Linked DNA regions of Ovis aries: region 2 is linked to region 1. The links are chromatin contacts, called in public Hi-C maps. All regions are on one chromosome and are shown on one strand. Each heading gives the region's core, a stretch centred on a gene start, on an enhancer-like site or on the middle of the called end of the contact. The rest is flanking DNA. Distances are from core to core; before and after follow the strand shown.

What was found. Hi-C and Micro-C count contacts between places; a contact is called where the count stands out from the background.
Region 2: a contact with region 1 is called in a Hi-C map of mesenteric adipose tissue, with 3 times the contacts expected there. The contact joins the promoter of CCDC89 here to the enhancer-like site in region 1. A contact is called at or near these places in 12 of 16 Hi-C or Micro-C datasets (blood, hypothalamus, liver and 6 more).

Annotation. Positions count from the first base shown.
Region 1 is chr21:9,235,424-9,238,841 of ARS-UI_Ramb_v3.0, reverse strand. All of the region lies in intron 13 of LOC121817498 (a long non-coding RNA gene), which reads right to left. Among named protein-coding and RNA genes, the nearest start is that of CCDC83, 13 kb to the right of the region's middle. Within about 2 kb of position 1,836, at least 9 of the 54 cell types and tissues checked have an H3K27ac peak or open chromatin away from gene starts, as enhancers often do. A contact at or near this core is called in liver, where this site is marked.
Region 2 is chr21:9,396,325-9,399,742 of ARS-UI_Ramb_v3.0, reverse strand. It overlaps CCDC89 (coiled-coil domain containing 89), which reads right to left and starts at 1,809. Exons shown (of 1, transcript XM_012101644.5): 1 at 1-1,809. The coding sequence starts at 1,691. The coding sequence ends at 579.

The sequences.
Region 1 (3,418 bases), core at 587-3,086:
TTCATGCATATCCTGGGAGCACACTAAAATCAGTGCCACTTTGCCTCCTTTTTAAACCTGCACCGTTGTGGGAACTTGCATTCTTATTGTTTGTGGGAAACCTTTGTGACTGCTATTCCCAGGTGGTGCCAGTGGTAAAGAAACCGCCTGCCAATGCAAGGGATGCAAGAGACGCGGGTTCGATCCCTGGGTCAGAAAGATCCCCTGAAGAAGGAAATGGCAACCCACTCCAGTATTCTTGCCTGGAAAATTCCGTGGACAGAGGAGCTCAGTGGGCTACAGTCCACGGGGTCGCAAGATTTGGACACGACTGAGCGACTGAACACAGGCACACACCTTACTCTTCTTTGAAACACCCCTTCAGTGCTTTGGGAAACAACTTCAGAGAGAACGTAACAGGAAGGGCCCGACTTCGATTCATTCACCTCTGCGATTTCTCGGTCGCCAGCCAGTCCAGTCACCTGCAGTGGAGAGCTTCACGTGGCCCCAGCGTCCGTCAGTCAGGCCATCTCAGTCTCTTTGCTATCTGTTCCCCAGCCTCCAGCCTCTCCCCACGCCATTCCCTCTAAACATCACCGTTCCACATCTCGCTTGGCAGCCGTGCTTTCAGCTTGCTGGGAAGTCTCTCCTCACGGCCCAACAGTGCCCGCAGGAGCAAGTCCACGCTCCGGGAGGCCGCCTTCATAGGCTCCACCTGCTCGTCCTGCTGCTGAGGAGCAGCTGGGAGCCAGCTTCCAGGGCTGAGCCCGGCTCCGCCTGGGTGGGCTCTGGGCGTTTCGAGCTCCCTGGCGCTGGCACAGCGTGTGGAGTGGCCGGGGACTAGACGAAAGACATCAGGACCATACTGGTCGCAAGGGGATGCAAACGCACACCCTAAGCTTTGTCTGTTGCTGTTGTTTAGTCACCCAGTCGTGTTCGACTCTTTGCAGCCCCATGGACTATATAGCCCACTAGGCTCTTCTGTCCATGGAAATTTCCAGGCCAGAGTTCTGGAGTGGGTTGCCATTTCTTTACTCTAGGGGATCTTCCCGACCCAGGGATCAAACCTGCATCTCCTGCCTGGCAGGTGGATCCCTTACCACCTGGGAAGTTTTACTTAGAAAGTCTAAGTAGGCCTTTTGTTGGCATTATTAAGAAATGTCAGTGATGTATGTGAGTGTGGGGATTCAGACTTAACAATAGTTAGAGCTTTTGTTGCTGCCTGTGTTAATTTTTTTTTTTTTTTTTTTGTCAAATACAAAACATGATGTGACTGGGTTCCTTTCTGAAAGGATCATATTTCACTTATCCAAACATTCACTAAATATCTCTTGAGCACCTATCACATATCTGGCTCTGTGCTAAGCCCTGGTGGTACCCTGGGGAAGCGGAGAGGTGCTGTGCTACGCCCTTACAGAGCTAACAGATGAGTCGATGACTCGGGCCAGGGCGAGGAGAGCCACGAAGAGGAGATGAGACGCCTTCCGGGAGCCGTGGGGACACGGCTGGCCCGCCCGCGTCCGCTCAGCACCCACCAGGCAGACGCAAGGCTCCTTCCCCGCAGGAGCGCCTCTGACCACAGGGAACAGGAGCTCGGCCCTCTCCCGGCGCAGGCTTAACTGCGGGGGAGTCAGGGCCCCGGGGGGCTGCCCCGGGGGCAAAAGAGGACTGAGAACTAATCACCCCGCTCCCCCCTGGGGCAACCTCCGACAGCTCTGAGGCTCTTCTCTGCCGCCTTAGCTGGAGCTGCCAGTACAAAATGCCAAAAACAGCAGCATTTTTTCTCACAGTTCTGAGAAGCTGGGTGGCTGAGATTAGGCTGCCAGCATAGCTGGTTTCCTGTGAAGCCTCTCTTCCTGGCGTGTGGGCAGCCACCAGATCTCTGTGTGTGCACGTGACCTCTTGTGTGACCCCAGAGGGAGACACACAGAGAGGTCTCCAGTGTTTTCCTTATTTTTTTTTTAAGTATAGTTGCTTTACAATGTTTTATTACTTTCTTCTGTAAAGTGAATTGGCCACGTGTGTGTGTGTATATATATATATGGGCTTCCCTGGTGGCTCAGCTGGTATCCGCCTGCAATATGGGAGACCTGGGTTAGATCCCTGGGTTGGGAAGATCCCCTGGAGAAGGGAAAGGCTACCCACTCTAGTATTCTGGCCTGAGAATTTCATGGACTGTATAGTCCATGGGGTCATAAAGAGTCATACACGACTAAGCAACTTTCACCTCATATATATATATATAATATTTATTTAAATATAAAATATATTTATCATATTGATTTTTTAATATATTTATATACATATATCGCCTCTTCCTTGGAATTCCCTTCCCATTTAGTCAGAACAGAGCAATGAGTGGAGTTAGGTTCTCATTAGTTATCTATTTTATACATTCAGTTCAGTTCAGTTCAGTCGCTCAGTCGTGTCCGACTCTTTTCAATCCCATGAATCGCAGCACTCCAGGCCTCCCTGTCCATCACCATCTCCCGGAGTTCACTCAGACTCACGTCCATCGAGTCAGTGATGCCATCCAGCCATCTCATCCTGGGTCGTCCCCTTCTCCTCCTGCCCCCAATCCCTCCCAGCATCAGAGTCTTTTCCAATGAGTCAACTCTTTACATGAGGTGGCCAAAGTACAGGAGTTTCAGCTTTAGCATCATTCCTTCCAAAGAAATCCCAGGGCTGATCTTCTTCAGAATGGACTGGTTGGATCTCCTTGCAGTCCAAGGGACTCTCAAGAGTCTTCTCCAACACCACAGTTCAAAAGCATCAATTCTTTGGTGCTCAGCCTTCTTCACAGTCCAACTCTGACATCCATACATGACTACTGGAAAAACCATAGCCTTGACTAGACAGACCTTATTCAGCAAAGTAATGTCTCTGCTTTTGAATATGCTGTCTAGGTTGGTCATAACTTTTCTTCCAAGGAATAAGCGTCTTTTCATTTCATGGCTGCAATAACCATCTGCAGTGATTTTGGAGCCCAAAAAAATAAAGTCTGACACTGTTTCTACTGTTTCCTCATCTATTTCGCATGAAGTGATGGGACCAGATGCCATGATCTTCATTTTCTGAATGTTGAGCTTTAAGCCAACTTTTTCACTCTCCTCTTTTACTTTCATCAAGAGGCTTTTAGTTCCTCTTCACTTTCTGCCATAAGGGTGGTGTCATCTGCATATCTGAGGTGATTGATATTTCTCCCGGCAATCTTGATTCCAGCTTGTGTTTCCTCCAGTCCAGCGTTTCTCATGATGTACTCTGCATAGAAGTTAAATAAGCAGGGTGACAATATACAGCCTTGACATACTCCTTTTCCTATTTGGAATCAGTCTGTTTTTCCATGTCCAGTTCTAACTGTTGCTTCCTGACCTGCATACAGATTTCTCAAGAGGCAGGTCAGGTGGTCTGGTATTCCCATCGCTTTCAGAATTTTCCA
Region 2 (3,418 bases), core at 560-3,059, 160 kb before region 1:
TCCAGGCTAGTGCAAATAAAAGGATATTCCATAAAGAAGGTAAGGCAAGTAATTGTTTGGCCAGTTATAAAATCAGACACTTTTCTGCAAGTTATTCATGCTATTAACTGTTACAGCTTACAGTCTCAATTGTGGGGGATTACAAGCCTGTTTACAAGGGTTAACTGTGATATTTTTCACAATAATACATCCTATTGCACTTATTCACAATAATACATTCCCCATTGCACTTTGAAAAGAGCTGCTAACTTTAAAACTTAGCACAGCTGAAGATATCTGAGATTGAGAATGAATAAGTTATAGGAGAGGTGGAGATACTGATAGCAAACTTAGGAAGATTTCAAAGGCACACAATGAAATTTGGTAAATCTCGTGTATTCTAGGTGGTGGGACTGAAAAATCAGTGTTACCCTTACAATGGCACTGTAGTAAATATCACTGTAGTAAAGTAGCTTTTCTTTGAGCGGTCTTTCGTAATTAAAAGTAGAATAAATGGAATACAATCTTGACTCTCGCCATAATAGTAAGGCACAGATATCTGATTTCTTCATTGGAGGCCAGAGGAGGAGGAAACCTCCTTATGGAAAGAGATGGCGTAGTTTGGCATTGAGTTCTCTCTCCTTGCTTAAAAGATCCAGGCTGTGCTTTTTGAAAGCTTCAGACTGCAGCCTGAGTTCATCATAGGCGGCCTGGATGCCATCCACCCTGCGCTGTAGCTCCCTGACTCGCAAGTTGCTGTTCACGGCCACGGCCTCTTGCTCAAAGCGCTCGAGCGCGTGCCTCTTGGCCACGTCGGCCATCTGCAGCTTCTCCTCCAGCTGGCAGATCTCCGCTTGCTTTTTCTGAAGCACCTTGCCCCTCTCTACGGACAGCAGCAGCAGCTCCTCTTTCTCCCGAGTGACGGTCTGCAGCCGGGCCCGCAGCTCCTGGTTCCGCTGGCTGTGTGCCTGCTCGGCCTTGGCCGTCTGCTGCAGGGCCTCCTGCTGCTGCTGCTGGAGGCTCTGCAGCTGCATGCGCAGCTGCTCGGTCTCTTCAGTGTGGGCGCAGGCCTGCCGGTTCTGCAGCTCCAGCAGCTCCTGCTCTCGGGCCTGGGCCTGGCAGACATCCTGGGCGTACTTCCGTTGCAGGGTCTCCAGCTCCTTGGCGAGGGCCTCGCTCCGGGCTGTGAGCTGCACCACTTTGGCCTCCTGGGCCTTCAGCGCTGGGCTGAAAAGCTGGTCATTCTCCAGCCTCAGCTTCTCGTTCTCCTCCCGCAGCTTGGCGTTCTGCCTTTTGTGTTCATCCTTGAAGCGGATCATCAACTCGTGGTTGGAGGCCAGGGTCATAAAGCGTTCCTCCAGCTTCTGGGCCTGCTGAGTTTTGGCCTTCAGCTCCTCGGCCTCCAGCAGCCTCTTCTCCTCCAGCTCGGTGTTGAGCAGTTCCAGGGTCTGGCAGCGCTCCAGGGCCTCATCGGATCTCCGCTTCAGGATGCAGATGAGCTGGGACTGCTCCTGGATGCGGGAACACAGCATCGCCCGCTCACTCTTGTCCTCCTCAGACAGCCCCCGGAGGTTCGCCAAGGCTTCCCTCAGATCATCCAGCTCCTTAAACTCCATCTCCTCTTCCTGGACTTCCAGTTTTCTGTTTTGCTTATCTAAGGGTTCTTCAGAGGGTGGGGTGTCCATCCTGGGATCCGACTCTTCCTGAGGCATTGGCACGCTCCTCTACTGACTGCACCCCACCTTCCAGGTTTCAAAAGCCAAGGTGTTGCTAGGGGCTCCTGGCAATCTCCGGCAGTTGCTTGTGCACCCAGTAAGGAGCCCTGTGATTGGTGGACCGGTCTTCAGGCTGCTGTGGAGTAACAACAGGAGGGAGTCCAGAGCCAATCAGGTCAGGTTATGCTTGCCTTTCTAGCTAATCACAGCCCTCCGCTAACAGCCCAGGCTCTGGTATGTACTAAACCGAGATGCCAAGCCCACTTGATTTCCAGCCAGCATCAGGGGAAGAAACCTGACTCTACCTAATCTCTTGTGGGAGTAAACAAATCAAGCAGTGGTGACATAGTCCTCCTCCCTGTCCCCACTTCAGTGGTCATGAGAATAAAGTCCTCTCCGTGGAAACCATTGGCTCTGTAAAGAAATTTGTAATCTATAAATACAAAGTAGCAGGATGACCCTGCGAACAAGGATCCTAAACGGCTGTGACTTTGTACCTGTAGTGATTAACACAGCTCAGTGAAAGAACAAACCCCAGGGAAATGTATCTTGTTTCTTGAAGCACTGTTCCCAGCTGGGAATATATTTATTAGCTAGCACTCCCTTTTTACCTTTTAACACAATAGGGTTACAGAGAAAAGCTTAATGGACAATATAGGCATGATAAACATTAAGACACACACACACAAAAGTTCAAATGAGGCTTACCTTATACACACCAAAGTCAGTTTCAGATGGATTAAACACCTGAAATGTTTAATGTTAAACGTAAGGACTAAAACGAAAACAAAATATTAAACATGGAAGGATGTCCCTGGTGGACTGCGGTTAAGAATCTGCCTTGCAATGCAGGGGACTAGGGTTTGATCCCTGGTCGGGCAACTAAGCCCCTGAACAACAACTACTGAGCCCACGGTGCCTCAACTAGAGAGAAGCCCGAACGTGGTAACAAAGAACCTGTGCTCTGCCATGAAAAGACCCCTATGCCACAATGAAGATCCTGCATGCTGCAACTAAGACCCGACAGAGCCAAAAATAAAATACTGTTTTAAAATGGAAACTAGAGGAAAACAAAGGTAAGCATTGAAGCGCTGGGTGAGGAAGGACTTTCTTAGCCTACCTATTATGTCGTGTCATCGCTCAGTCGTGTCCGACTCTTTGTGATCCCATGGACTGCAGCCTATGGGGCTCCTCCATCCATGGGATTTTCTAGGCAAGAGTACTGGAGTGGGTTGCCATTTCCTTCTCTAACATATTATGTAAGAGACGAATAAGGTAAAGCTTAATTGGACTAAGTTGAACATCCAAAAGATAAAAAAGTTATATATAATTTAAAAACCTGTGAGACTCTGATGTCTCTCTAGTCTTTTCTTCCTCTGGACCTGCCTGCTGCTTTATTCCCTAACCTAACCTAGCTATTGAAGTTTCCTTAGTTGGCCCTGTTGGTGTCCCCTCTGCCTGAAATGCTTTTTTCCTACCTTGTTGCTTTAGTCATTAACTCTGCATTTTGCACTCAGTTAGGAAGCACCTCCTTCATGAAACCTTTCCTGGCACCTACTGCATGTACATACATGACCACTCACCACTTTTAGAGCAGTCACTCTCGCCTATTTGGACTTCTAACAGAGCATTTAAAAGCCTTATTGCACTCATCATTTATGCCCCTGCCTCCTACTATTAAACTCTGAGATCCTTAAGGGTAGGGCCTGTGTCTGTTTCATCCT